2 separate regions of the Mus musculus genome follow, and region 2 is linked to region 1. A link is a contact called in public Micro-C data. All regions are on one chromosome and are shown on one strand. The core of a region is the stretch at or near the end of the contact, and the rest is flanking DNA. Distances in the headings are between cores, read along the strand shown. Region 1 holds the start of Foxd2 (forkhead box D2). Region 2 holds the start of Rnf220 (ring finger protein 220).

What was found. Hi-C and Micro-C count contacts between places; a contact is called where the count stands out from the background.
Region 2: a Micro-C map of embryonic stem cells shows a contact between it and region 1, with 5 times the contacts expected there. The contact joins the promoter of Rnf220 here to the promoter of Foxd2 in region 1. A contact is called at or near these places in 1 of 39 promoter capture datasets (hippocampal neurons) and 1 of 484 Hi-C or Micro-C datasets (embryonic stem cells).

Annotation. Positions count from the first base shown.
Region 1 is chr4:114,904,255-114,911,547 of GRCm38.p6, reverse strand. Foxd2 (forkhead box D2) reads left to right here and starts at 2,650. Exons shown (of 1, transcript NM_008593.3): 1 at 2,650-5,268. The coding sequence starts at 2,727. The coding sequence ends at 4,205. Foxd2os (forkhead box D2, opposite strand) reads right to left here and starts at 2,291. Exons shown (of 4, transcript NR_030721.2): 1 at 1,890-2,291.
Region 2 is chr4:117,493,668-117,500,960 of GRCm38.p6, reverse strand. It overlaps Rnf220 (ring finger protein 220), which reads left to right and starts at 3,909. Exons shown (of 15, transcript NM_025739.3): 1 at 3,909-4,278. Gm12827 (a long non-coding RNA gene) reads right to left here and starts at 5,224. Exons shown (of 5, transcript XR_868034.2): 1 at 4,233-5,224; 2 at 633-741.

The sequences.
Region 1 (7,293 bases), core at 1,401-3,900:
TGGGTTTGCCAATTTCGAAGTGAAGGTGAAACAGATTAGATGATGCCCAATGTTAGTTTTCTTTTTTTTTTTTTTTAAAGATTTATTTATTTATTATATGTAAGTACACTGTAGCTGTCTTCAGACACACCAGAAGAGGGCATCAGATCTCATTACGGGTGGTTGTGAGCCACCATGTGGTTGCTGGGATTTGAACTTCAGACCTTCGGAAGAGCAGTCGGGTGCTCTTACCCACTGAGCCATCTCACCAGCCCCCCAATGTTAGTTTTCTCTTTACTTATTGGGATGCTGGCAGAGACGAGCTGGGGAGGAGTAAGGATGTGGTTGGTGGTGTGGAGTATCTGAGTGGAATCTCGTGGGAGAGAGGGTACTCCATTAAGCAAAGCAAACTTGAAGTATGCAAGTGGTTGCCAGAACATTCCACTTCCAGGGCCACTAGTCTGTTCAATTTACTGTCCCTGTTTTGAGTGCTGGACCTATTCCTTTCCCCAGGAATACTTGGTTTATGCAGACCCAACACACTAAGTGATCCCCTTTTTCAGAGGTTCCAGAGGGGGCTTGGAGAATCCCTGCCTTCATCAATGAAGGTTGCAGTTAGATAAAGGGGTTCACCCATCCTTACATTTTGCTTACATTCAGCAAATTTCCTCCTCACTGCCTTACTCCCAGTTTATCCTCCACATACCCTCCATGCGCGCACATGCGCGCACACACACACACACACACACATTTCAGCACATGGTTTAGAGATGTTACTGTAGATGGTACTACAAGGTGGGAGACCACATTTTCCCTGACCACCTTCCCTCCCAGAGAATAGGGCACCCAGAGTCTACGCAATCAGTGGCCTTCGATGGCTACCTTTACATATTGGTCACACGGTAAATTCATCTTACTTTATTTACTTACTTGATTCTGAGTCAGGGTCTCATCTGAAGCTCAGGCTGGCCTAGAACTTGAAGCAAACCTCCCGCCTCAGCATTCTGAATGCTGAAGTTACTTAAGCAAGGGCTAACCATCGTGTCAGGCTTGAGGTAGGTGTTTTAAATTTTATTTTAGAGGAAGAGTCAGGCAAAAAGATTAAAATTAGCCAGGTGAGACAGCTGGAAACTGGTGAAACCAAAATTGGGATCCCAGCAGTTTAAGTCCCCCGGTCCTGCTCTTAATCCTGCGGTGCACACCAGGAAAGTAGGGCCCTGAAAGGAAGTTACCTAAGGAGGGTCACAGAGCGCTGGGAGTGCACAGCAGGTATTGAGGCCCCCTATGCTGGAGCCTTGGCCACTGTGAGGCGCTGTTGAGGCAACAGCCAGCCTCTGTCCAGTTCTTACCTTCTCCCAATCCCTTCCAGCCCCAAGAGGTTGAAATGGGCTCAGTATAAACCTGAGCAACTTGTTTCTGGGTCCTAGAGGAAGAGTAGGGAAGAGGGATAAAGATGGGCAAAAGAATCTGGCTAGCAGAAAAAGCATACTGGACCAACCTTCTGTGGAGAAAGTCCCCAGATAAAAGGGCAACACTGGCCCAGGGATGAGGTTAAGTTTCTTCGGGGGGACATCTCCGTGAGAGTTCTGTTGTAAGAGTCTCTAAATCCGGAAATTAAGAGCGGGATTGTTAGACTTAGGAACAAACATCCAGGAAAACTCAGTTTCCGCAGGATATGCACGGGGGTCAAGAGAGACAATTATAAAGATTGAGATGCTGAGACAAAAAAAAAAAAAAAAAAAAAAAAATCAATCCTGCAAACCCAAGCTAAGGACCTGTGGGTGTGCGGAGAATGCGGCGAATGCGGAGACGAATCACTAAGAGGAGTGAGAGCAGACGGTCTTCCTGGGGACAGTGGCAGGGCCAGGGCCTTGGAGGGGAAAGAGAGGACCACCGCAGACATTTCTCACCTATCTGAGTAGGATCTTCCGGCGCCCGAGTTTGTTCCTCTGGATCACTCTCTTCACTTGTCCTCCAGAACTCCCTTAGCCTCCAGTAGGTCCTTGTCCGCGGCGTCGGTCTGGCCATCTCGGCTCACTGGCGATCCATCCGCGCTTCGGCCCGGGTGGCCCGGGCGCCGCCTTGGGGAGATGAGGAGAGGAGGTTTGTAGCCACTGCCACCACCAGATGCAGCTGCGCCGGCATAAGCTTTGACTTCCAGTAACTGAGCGCACTGAAGGTGGTGGTGGCTCCAGGGAGCCACGGGGTTGCGGGAGCTGCGAGGAGAAGGATGACCCGCCTCCAGCCAAGCGAGCCTAGCTCCCGCCACCGCGGCAGTTTGTTCCCGCCGGGCCCGGGAGCAGAGGACCTCTGCCCGCCCCCTTCCTTCCCCGCCCCACCCTGCCCAGAGAGCTCCGCCCCGGGCCCACAGTTCTTCCGCCTTAGGCTGCCACCAGGCGGGAGGGACTAATCTCCTGAAGCCCCACTTATGTGTCTAGGGGCCCAGAAGCCCAGATTCGACCGAGTAACGGGCTGCTTTACTGCTCTTCTCCAGTGCCTGGTTTTCTAGTCCCGGGGCAGCACCGGTTGGGTGCGCCCTGCAGGGTGAAAGTCCTAGAGTTTCAACACCAGGGGGCGCTGAGGAGCTAGGGGACATCCCCTCCCTGTCCTCCGCCCCCTCCCCGCCCGCGCGCAAAACACACTGGTCGGAGAGGCAGCACGGCGGAGCCGGAGCCGCGGGCCGAGCGGAGCCGGAGAGCGGCGGCGGAGGAGGCGGCGGAGGAGGCGGCGGCGGCGGCGGCGGCACCATGACCCTGGGCAGCTGCTGCTGCGAGATCATGTCCTCCGAGAGCTCCCCGGCCGCGCTGTCTGAGCCCGACGCAGACATAGACGTGGTGGGCGGCGGCAGCGGTGGGGGGGAGCTCACAGCCCGCTCCGGGCCCCGCGCCCCTCGGGACGTGCTCCCTCACGGCCACGAGCCTCCCCCGGAGGAAGCCGAGGCGGACGTGGCTGAGGACGAGGAAGAGTCGGGAGGTTGCTCTGACTGCGAGCCCCGCGCTCTAGCGCCCCGGGGGGCGGCGGCCGCAGCGGGAAGCCCGGGGCCCGGCGTGCAGGCAGCCCGAGGCGCAACGGGGCCGGGGCCGGGACCCGGGCCGCCGTCGGGGGGCGCGGCGACACGGAGCCCTCTGGTGAAACCACCTTATTCGTACATCGCCCTCATCACCATGGCCATCCTGCAGAGCCCCAAGAAGCGCCTGACGCTGAGCGAGATCTGCGAGTTCATCAGCGGCCGCTTCCCCTACTACCGGGAGAAGTTCCCTGCCTGGCAGAATAGCATCCGCCACAACCTCTCCCTCAACGACTGCTTCGTTAAGATCCCCCGCGAGCCGGGCAACCCGGGCAAGGGCAACTACTGGACGCTCGACCCGGAGTCGGCCGACATGTTCGACAACGGCAGTTTCCTGCGGCGCCGCAAGCGCTTCAAGCGGCAGCCTCTGCCGCCACCGCATCCACACCCGCATCCTCACCCGGAGCTGCTGTTGCGTGGCGGGGCTGCCGCGGCCGGGGACCCTGGCGCCTTCCTCTCGAGCTTCGCCGCTTACGGCGCTTACGGCTACGGCTACGGGCTGGCGCTCCCGGCCTACGGTGCACCTCCACCGGGCCCGGCCCCACACCCGCATCCGCACCCGCACGCCTTCGCCTTCGCCGCCACCGCGCCTTGCCAGCTGTCAGTTCCCCCGGGCCGCGCCGCGGCGCCTCCTCCCGGACCTCCGACGGCCTCGGTCTTCGCAAGCGCGGCCTCGGCGCCGGCCCCTGCGCCTGCCCCGGGATCTGGCCCGAGCCCCGCAGGGCTGCCTGCCTTCCTAGGCGCAGAGCTGGGTTGCGCCAAGGCTTTCTACCCCGCGTCCTTGAGTCCCCCCGCAGCTGGCACAGCGGCTAGCCTGTCCACTGCACTCCTGCGTCAGGGCCTCAAGACGGACGCCGGCGGTGGTGCGGGTGGCGGGGGCGCGGGGACAGGCCAGAGGCCTTCCTTTTCTATAGACCACATCATGGGCCACGGTGGTGGCGGGGCCGCACCCCCGGGCAGCGGCGACGGTTCTCCGGGATCGCCATTCGCCGCAGCCGCAGGTCCTGGGGGTCAAGCCCAAGTCTTGGCCATGCTGACTGCCCCGGCCCTGACTCCGGTGGCTGGCCACATCCGCCTCTCGCACCCAGGGGACTCACTCCTGTCTTCAGGGCCCTCGTTTGCCAGCAAAGTCGCGGGCCTCAGTGGCTGCCACTTTTGACCGCACCGGGCTCGGGCCAGTTAGGCCCTCACTCCTTAACCTCTCTGGGGAGCTCGGCCGGTCCCAGCGGAATTCAGGGAGTCTATTTATGAAGAGTCTCCAGACCTAGGCCGTCGCGCGTTATCGGGCACTTCAAGCTGCAAGCTCAGAATGTCACCGGCAGTTGGGACGAAGCGGGCTCCCTGGCCTCCCTGATCTACGCAATAGGTTTAAAGCGGAGACCGCTTTTCTGTTTGAGCATCAAAAAGGAGAGCAGGAACCTTCTCTGTGTCTTGCCTTTGCGCCTTTCACAGTCAGAGAATGCTTTGGCAGAGATACGCCTGTCGGTTGTTGGATCGCGCCAGAATCACCCATGGCTTGAAAAAACCCACTGCCCCATTCCTTCCTCAACTTTGAGACCCGCTCATCCAATATTATAATTTAAAGACATCTGTTATCTGCTTTGTGCTTAAGAGAAATTTTCAAAAAAAATTTTTTTGGTTCCTTTTGCTGTTCTTCAAGGAAGCTGGTTCCCTCCAAGCCTAAGGCAGGCTCTTCACAGTCGGGAAGCTAAGAGAAGTGAAACGGGGTCTCCACAATCCTTGAAGAAACCGCAGAGCCCATTTCCCCGAGGAAAATGTTTTCTCTCTGGTGTTTGGCTGTTTTTTATTTTATTTTTTATTTTAAAAAAAGCCCTCTTTGGCTTTTCCCGTGGTCCATAGGCCCAGCCATCCAGGGCTAGCGGTCCTCTTGGCCTTCTCCTCTGCCCCAGGCCCTGTGATATTTATTGTAGTTAAAGGCAATGAGAGTGGGTGGGAGAAGAGGGTCTGGAGAGGTGGGAATTGGGTGGGCAAGGGCACAGAGCTGTGGCGGGGGGGGGGCTCCTATAGTTATATGTAAATATCTGTACAGCGGGCTGCCCCCCTCCCCAACGCATTCTCTGTCCACTGGTGTGCATTGATTTAGACTTCTCCACTTAGCGGAGACTCTGTGAAATCGTCTGATGGTCTGTATGGAAGAAAAAAAAATTGTCTCCCTCTCCCTCTTCATTGGTGTCAATTGAATAAATGTATGTGAACTTAGCAGCAGTCACCAGTTCAATCTGATTGCCCGAACTCCCTTGTCCTTGTCGAGGCTCTCCTAGAAGACCTCAAGCTCCCCAGCAGAGGGAGAGGGAGAAAGAGCTAGGTGAGAAGCTCAAAACTAAGGAAGCTTTGAGCTAGTCAGATGGTGGAGGGAGGCTCTAGACACTGCTGGGGCCTTCTGCTTCCAACTGGGCCAGGTCTCTGGAAGCCTGTGACCACTTTCATTTTCACTCTGGTACAAGGAAGGGCAAAAGCCTGGGGCTGGGCAGAGGGATTCTATTTTCTACTGCACCCCAGACGTCTCACCTTCTTCTAGTATAGATTTTAGTGTGGACTAGGCAGATTTCAGTGCTAAGTGCTGGAGCACTGTGGCTACTGAGTACTAGTCCATGCCTCTTGAATCATATTTTGTATGACTCTCCTTTTTCTGTGTGTGCAGGAGCTTTTCAATGAAGATTTTGGTGGTTTGGTTTTGTATTTGTCTTGGTCACCCTGGGATTTTTTGTTCGTGTGTGTGTGTGTGTGTGTGTGTGTGTGTGTGTGTGCGCGTGTGTGTATAAGGAGTGTATTTCAGGCATGTTTGAGTTTTTGTTTCTATGTGTGTCCATGAATATGTGCCATGACTATTAGTCACTGTCTAATAGGAGGGCATTTCTTTTGGCCCCTAGAGGGCCTTTAGAACCCCCACTCCCACACACTTCTGACAGTGGAAGGCTTTATTTAGGGACTGTACAAACTGAGTTAGAAAGCTCATCCTCACCCAGCTTGAGTGGGCTAGAGGATATGATCAACTAAACAGTGAGGGGGGTTCACTCTGTTAGGGCAAAGGTCTTGGTTCCTGGAGCCATGTTCACAGCCAGGAACTCCTGCCTCCTGGTCGGATTAAGACTATCCACGGTGCATTGGACCCTTGTGCTCTCTGCCTTGTGCTTGAGATTCCCAATAGCTAGATCTGTAACCATTGGGGGTGAAGGTAATGTTTTGGGTGAAGTGGAAGGTGGTTATCCCTTTTCTGTATATTCCACTGAGTTTGTAGGCGAAGCATGTGGGAGTGCAGGAAGAGGCAATTCTTTCAGCCTTTACAGAAAACTGACAGAGTCAGAGCAAAGGCTCTGTTTATCTCTTAAGTGAAGATAAACAACAGAGAAAGTAGAAGTCAGTGTCAGAGACCCAGATGCAAAGAACTTGGGGGTGTGGACAAAATAAATTACCCAGAACTCACTAGTATCCCTTAGCTGACAGGGAAAGAAGGAAGAGGCGTGCAGTACATCAGGATTCGGAGGGGAAACACTGGAACTGGGGAGGGATTGTTGAGGTGTCACTAAAGGTCTCCAGGGAGACAAGGCTCAGGTGTGAGTGGTGAACATAGTTCTGTCAAGATGCCAAGAGTCTCCCTCCCCCATCTCTGAAAGAATAAGAGGTCAGGGAGATAGAATGCTACCTTCCCACCATCTTACCAAATAGACCAGAAACTAGATTAGCTTCAGAGGTCTGGATTGAGAAATATTCTCCAGTACTGGAATAATGGTCTCTGACCTGCTGCTTCACTGACTTGCATGGCTCCAAATTTGATGAGTATGGTTTTGTTTCTTTTTACTTGAGTAGGGGTGTATGTGAATGTGTGTGTGTGTGTATGTGTGTGTGTGTGTGTGTGTGTGTGTGTGTGTGTGTGTGTACAGCCTGGGGAAATTGTTTTCTCTGGGAAAAAAAAAAGACCTTTCAACTCCACAAACCTCTGCCATGAAAATTAAATTAGTTTGGAATATTAGATTCTACATATTAGTTTGGAGTTTTGAATAAAAGTTGAATTTTTCCCTGTCTCGAAAAGATAAAATCAGACAGGCTTCATATTGGATGGTAGATAGGTAGGTGAGCTGGCTATAACCAACTGCTACTTACAGGGGAAGTGGAAGGTTCTTTTGGATGAATTGCTATTTGTCCTGGTGTGTGTGTGTGTGTGTGTGTGTGTGTGTGTGTGTGTGTGTGTATACCAATGGTAGAAATACGGGTTTGCAGAAAAGGAT
Region 2 (7,293 bases), core at 2,660-5,159, 2.6 Mb before region 1:
GAGCACCTCGGTTCAGTGTCCAGCACCAACATGGTGGCTCACAGCCGTCCATACTCCAGTTCCTGGAGATCTGATTCTCTCTTCTGACCTCAACAAACACCACATGCACTCAGTACGCATGCATGCATGTAGGTAGAACGTTCATACACATAAAGTGAAATAAATAGAAACTAGGCATGGCAGGTAGCGCACAACTTTAATCCCAGCACTTGGGAGTGGGGCAGAGGCAAACAGATCTCTGTGAGTTTGAGGTCAGCCTGGCTTACACAGAGAGTTCCAGGAAAGTCAGTAGAAAAACCTTGTAAGGTAGACAGTGCCTGAGAAAGAGTCCTGGAAGCTGTCTGCTGGCCTTTACACAACATACATACATGCACTCTTATATACCCTAACATATACTTGTACAGACACATACATGCACTTGGATTCACACACACATACACAGAGCCGAAGTCTTCTCTTTCTTCCTGTGCCCCTTGGACATACACACACCTATATCTGCTTTCTAAATTGCCTAGACATAATTAGTGTGCTAGAAACTTGGTGTAGTTCACCTTTGGCCTTTGTCCATGGAGAGGTGTGTACATGCATGTGATAGAAATGCATCATGCTATGTGTACTGTTCTTTGACTTACATGTCTTCTCGATTGACAGTCTATCATGACCTCCTTCCATACCAGTCCATCCAAGTCTGTCTCATTTCCTTTGATGGCTGCCCCCTTTTAATTTGACGATCTTAATTGTCTGTAAATGGGAAAGCCAAATAATCAAGCTTATTAGAATTGTACCTAAGAAAGAGTAAATCAGCTCCGAGTGAAGGCTTGTGGAATTCTCCTAGGGGTAAAATGTGTTAACTTTAGCACATAGACTTGGCCATGTTTGTTTTGGCTATTCTGGGACTCTTTCTGCCTATTTCCTGCTTCATTGTGTTTTGGAGAGCCAAGGTTGCCAAACATGTGACCTGTGAAGTGACAAGGTATTAGATGTTCAGTTTCACATTGTAGGGTTTTGCTACTGTTTTGCATTTAAGTTTTTCATCATATTGTCTTTATAGATGGTGTCTGTCCCCCTTCCTAAGTATTTGCATCTCGGTGCAGAACACTGCCAACGTCACTGAAACGTCTGGCTTGACAGCTGAGCTGAAACGGAGCTTCTTACAGGTTGTCCACTCATAAGATGTGACCTGGCTCTTAGAGGAACTTTACAAATTGATCTGAAGGAGCTGGAGGCTGTGGCACAGGCTACTAATCCCTCTCTATTCAGGAGGCAGAGGCAGGAGGATCTCTGTGAGTTTGAGGGCAGCCTGATCTACAGAGTGAATTTCATAGTATCTTAGGTTATACAATAAGAAACACTGTCTGGAAAAAAACAAACCAACAAATTACAGAGAACAAAGCTGGGTTGGTAGTGCTTGTCAGCAATCCCGGAATCTGAGAGGCTGAAGCAGGGGGGTCACAAGTTAGATCAGGCTAGCCTGGGCTACAGTGTAAAATCCTGCCTCAATAAATGAAAGCAGTCTCTCAGGAGGAACAGTATCCTGCGATGTAAGTATGAGAACCCACCACAAGGATCTGTTTTCATCTTCCGAGGTAACACGGTTCAGTCTGGCTGAATCTGCCTTTAGAGTCTACACAGCTACTGCCCCTGTGGGGCGTTCTCAACTGTCACCTGCCACAGACTTTTCAACTAGTCTCCATGTCTGCCGTCTTACCTCCAGGCTGCTCACCCTCTGACGACTACCGTGTTGGACACCTCAGGGTTTCTCGTGTCTCTGGGATGAGGTCCACTCTCCTCAGGTTAGCACACAAAGCTTTGCTATTGTGCTGTGACTCACTTCTGCTTATCTCTTGGGGCTGAATGCCTCATATTTCAATTACCAGGGAATGCAAGGGGCTCCTGGTCCTTTCAGCATACTGCAGGGCAGGGCTCAATAAATACATGCTAAATTAATGGATGAAGTATTTTGTGTTCGACATCTCAACATGCAGCCCAGGATAACCTCTGTTCACTAGTCACCCCAACATAATTAGTAATAGTGGCCCATTTATGATTAAACTTTTCTCAGGTCAACAGATATATGGTCACCCTAATTACAGCAGTGGCTACATTGATTTCTAACCTGTTCTTTTGGTCCCTGACTAGATGGTTAGTTCTTTAGGGACAGGAGTTCTGTGGGATTTGGGGGTGGTGGGGGTGTTGGTTTGGTTTTGTTGTCATTGGTTGTTGTTGTTGTTGTTTTAATCTAAGCCATGGCCTTGCACATTCAAGGCATATTTGTTTTGGTTTGTTTGTTCTTGAGACAGTTTCTCTATATAGTTCTGGCTGTCCTGGGAACTCTCCCTGTACTCCAGGCTGACCTAGAACTCATAGAGATCTGACAGCTTCTGTCTCCTGTCTGGCTAAAGGTGAGAGCCTTTACTGCCTGGCTTGTATCTGTTCATTTTTAATACTCCTATATACTGACATTGTCAGATACTTAGATGATTCTCTTGAAAAAAAAATCAAGCATAGTTCTTGCCCACATAACGTTTATAACTCAACAGAAAAGAGCAGTCTAATTAACAATAGTGCCAATGCATGACTGGTATGGCTAGAGGCTTAGAAGTCCCTAAGCCAATTGAATCCTGTGAATGGAGGTAGTCATGGTCACAGAAGTCTAGGTGAGCCTATTAGCTGCTCATTTAAAGAGCTGCTAATTAAACATTTTAAGTGTAATCACCACACAGGAACTTAGCTAGTACCTTTTGTTGAGAGTCTCACTCCTAGCCCTGGCTGGCCTAGAACTCCCTGTGTAGACCAGGCTGTGCTGGGACTTTCAGCAGTCCTCCTGCATCTGCCTCCTGGGTGCTGGGATTACAGGCATCAACCACAGAGCCCAGTTCTATACAAACTTAAGCACATGTTAAACATGAGAAAAAGGGACGAAAAAGTCACATCAGAATGGAATATTGGTCTCATTCTGGTTTAGACTATAATCCTGGGAGGTTCTTCGCAGGATGGATTATCCTCATGTATCCTAGGGAAGAGAAATTTTTTCCAGATGAGAAACCTGACTTTTTAGAAACCAAGCCACAAAACAAAGGAATTACTTCAGAGGCCAGGATTAGCTTTCAGCTGGGCTTTGCCTTCTCAGCGGGGCCTACCTGCCTTCCCTGTTAGCTGTGTACCTAGAAGTAAGTCACAAAACCCAGCCTCAGTTTCTTCTTTTTAAAAACTAGAAATATTATCTCCAGAATTAAAGGGCTAAATGAGATTGTGGAATGACATTTGGACTCATAGCTTGGGTCTTAGAAGGTTCTCAATAATGTTAATTCTCTATTTCCCCAATATATCTTTTTATACCTCATGAATTAACAATTTGAAGAGAAAGAACTATATTATAAACATCAGTGACACCAGGGAAATTTTTATTCACAAATCTGGGTGTTAAACTAGGCCCCTTTTCCTCTCTGTCTAAATGTCAGTTTTATTCATATTCACTTACAATTTTATTTTTATAGGCAAAGACCCAAAGTAATATTCAAAGCACTAAACATTCGAAGCACTACACAGCAGGTAGGATCTTTCGGGGGCGGGGGGTGGGGGGGAAAGGGTAGAGTTTTATGTTGGAGCCAAGGTTTGGTGGTCAGCGAGCAGCCCTGACGTCAGGCTTAAAAGATTTAGCCATTTCCCCTTGGTCACTTTAGTTCAAAAAAGAATCGCGGTCAGTCAGATTTCTCCGAAGGGAAAGGAGGAGAGATGTAAACAAAGGCAAAAGACCTCTCTAGTTTCCACTTGGGCGGGCCACCTAAGACCATCCAGCCCTCTAGTGAGGGCAGCCAGGGCTGCTCTCCCGGAGTGCCCGGGGTCTGGACTCCATTTCCCAGAGTCCCTTAGTACCCTAATGTATTCAGTGCTCAGAGTGCCTGTATGTGTGTGAGTGTGAGAGAATGTGTGCGTGCATGTGTGTGTGAGTGTGTGTGTGCGCGCGCGCGTGTGTGTGCGCCTCCGAGTCCCTGGGAGAGTGGAGGCTCATTCACTGATTAGAGCCAGCGCTGAGAGGCAGCACTGCTCTTCTCTCACACCAACAGAGTCTCTTGATCTGTACATGCAATCCCAGGCAGCTCGCGAGCACAAACCCGGGGCCAGCCGCCTGCTGCTGCTGCTGCTGCCGCTGCCGCCACCACCGCCGCCGCTGCCCCCGCCGGCTCTGCGCACCCGGGACTTTTCATGCACCACACTCTCCGTCTTCTTACCTTGGTGTCCTGAAAAGTGCGATCGTTCTCCCCAGGAATTTCCACGGCAAGTACGGAGCCCAGAAAGGGGTGTGGATGCGTGTGCGTACACAAGAGGGGTGGGCGCGAGGGTGGCCGGGTTGCTGAGGAACCTGGCTAACTTTCGGGGTTGGTCTCCCAGGGATTCGGGCGGCTCCCCTGCGACAGGGACAGGGACTGGGACCTGCACTGCCGCGTCTTAGATCTTGGCGACCGAGCCTCCTTGGCTGTCGGTGCCCGGCGCGCTCAGTGCGCTGCCTCACTCAAACTTTCCGTCTTGAGTTTTCCTTAATGTGTTTTATTTGGGGGGTGCAAGGGGGAGGGACCAGACGCTGGAATTGGACAAGTAGGGAGGGCGAGGGGGATAGCCAGGGGAAGGGAGCAGGACTTCTCCATCTTTTTATAAGCCCCATTTCCACTTTGTTTGGGTCGACCGCGAGTAAGCTCTCCTGCCCGGCTTCCCGGTGCACCCCGCTGTGATTTCCGCGGGCCCGGTCTGAGTGTTACTCAGTGGGGACTCTCAGGCGGCGGGCGGGATAGGAAAGGGGCGATCTGTTGAGAAACGATCCCAGCCGCACAACACATTGCCGACCCGGTGGGGTACCCCGCAGGCTCCGGAGCCTTGGGGTCCCCAGAGGCTCGGCTTACTTTTTCCTGACGAGGACGGGTGTGAAGGATGGAGAAGGAGAGCCGGGGGGTGCGGTGGGGGTGGGATGGGGAAAACCTCCGCCTGCAGGATGAAGGCAGGTGCTGCCACTGAGGTGAACCGTGCTATCTGTAACCGGTAAACTCCCAGCTCCACTGGGTTGGACTGGCCGGCCTTAGAGTAACGCGTTCCGTGCCGGTCTCCTGGGATTGGGGGTGGGGGGGCGGGATCCCCTCTTCCAGCGATTATAAGGAGCGAGGTGGGAGGACGATCTTGTAAAATCACGAGCTTGCTTTTTGTGTGTGTGGTGTTTTTTCTTTTTCTTTTTTTCTTTTCTTTTCTTTTCTTTTTTCTTTTTTTTTTTTTTTTTTTTTTTTTTTTTTTTTTTTTTTTTTTTTTTACATCTTCTACCTGCCTTAAACTGAGTAACAATTTCTCTTCTTCCGACTTGAGAGCAAAACTTTTCAGCGAGCACGCCGGTTGCTGCAGTCCTGCGGCCACCGCCGCCGCGCTCGTCACTCGGGGCCGAGCGACCTCCTCCGCCCGGCGGAGCCCGTCCCAGCCACCGCGCGCCGGAGCCTCCGGCCGCCCCCCCACCCCCAACCCGAAGCTTTTCAGGGCTCGGCCTGGGCGTTTCGCCTTTGTGTTTTGTAAGAGAAAGGCTTTTCTTCCAGGGCACAACAAACTTGGGCAGAGAGCTTCCGTATGGCCCCCCGGGCGAGGCCGCCCACGGTGGCGAGGCCATCTAGGGATGCGAGGTTCGTCCTGCGCTACAGTATCCCCGGCAAGAGCTCGAGGCCCGGGTGACCGTGGCCCGCCAGGGCGTGCTGGAGCCCCGAGGTGACGAGGTCTCGGGGTGTTGGAAAGCAGAGGACACATTCTCCCTTCCCATTAAGAACGCACTGCCTTCTCTGGTCCGGGTCACCGCTCTAGTCAAGGCCCCGGGGCCTGGGCCGGGGGGGCCGGACGCACATCGGGTGGCTGGAGTGCTTAGGGCCAGGGCCACCCGGATGGGGCGCGGCTCTGTCTGGGTGGCCTGTGTCGTCCCAGGTCTTTCTCCTGCGCCCCTTCGCTGCCCCAGAAGCAGCTGAAAGGGAAAGCACAGGCGCTCTCTGCTCACGACGTCTTGCAGCCACGACCTACCTCCCGCCTCCACTGTGGCCTCCGCCTGAGACGCATTTTAGGGTTTTTTTTGGGGGGGGGAATAAAAATAGAAGGAGGGCTAGCAGGAAGGAGGCAGTGAGTAGAACCGGGGGGGCAGCCGAGCTAGCTGGGGCCCTGCACACAGCCCCCCGGCTTTTCTCGCAAAGGGAAAATGAGCAAAGTGTAAAGGCAGAAAAGAGCGTGGAGAAAAAGCGCGCCGGGCGTTTCCCGTTCCGATTCCTCCCGGCCGGCGGAGCCCGGGGCTAAGTGGCGTGAGTTCCATCGCTGCGTTCCGGGGCCTGGAGGGGGAATCCGAGGACTCGGGTAGCGGCGCTGCACTGGGTCCCGGCACCGAGCGAGCGGGGGCACACCTGTTCTCGGGGTGTTGCTCCCGGGCAGCGACTGAGGGAGCCGTAGAGCCTCAACCTGCTGCACCCCACTGCCGCAGTACGGGAACCGCGGGGGCAGCGGAGCGGGGTGGAGGAGTCGGCGGCTGACGGCCGAGGGGCTCGCAGCCACCGCGCCCCGGTGACCCGCGGGGCGGGGCGGTGTAGGGCCTCCGGGTCCTAGGACTTTGCTCGAAGGCTGCTGCTTTCAGCCCCTGTCCCCAGGCCGTGTGAGCCTTCAGACCAGAGCTCCCGGGCTTGTGTTTCTTCCAGGACTGGTGCCTCGGTTCCCCAAAGTTAAATTGTTTTCAAGCGGAGGTTGTTAGGATCTTTGTACAAAGGCAACAGGGAGCTAGAGGGGTCAGGCCACGGAGTGTGGTGGGTTTGGCTCAGCGCTGACCCCCAAGTTTTTAATAGGTTTCTCCTTCCCGTCTTCTTTTCTCGTTTTCCCTAAAAGAGTTATTTTTCTTCTGGGTTGAGGCTCTTCATCGCTGAAATCTGCACCCGCACGCTCAGCATCCCCGCTTCCGCGTGCTCTCGGACCAGTGAGGCTGTCGCGGATTCGCATCCGATGGCCAAGCTAGAACAGGGTCTAGGTCTAAATGTGCCACCGGCTACCCAGCCAGTTCTCAGGCGTCGGCCCTAACCTGGGAGCTGTATTAGCATTATGCTCCCTGAACCTTTGCATATGGTGGTAAAATTTCTGTTAGGGAGGTGTTTCCACATACCCGTTGGGCATGTGTGCGGGGGGGGGGGGGTTCTCTTCAAGCGAAGTCTGTGAACTTAAAAAAAAATCTTTCCTTCGTTCTTCGAATACCCCCCGCTATTCTGGCCCCATTTCCCATTGTTCTTTGCTTTTTAAGTTGCC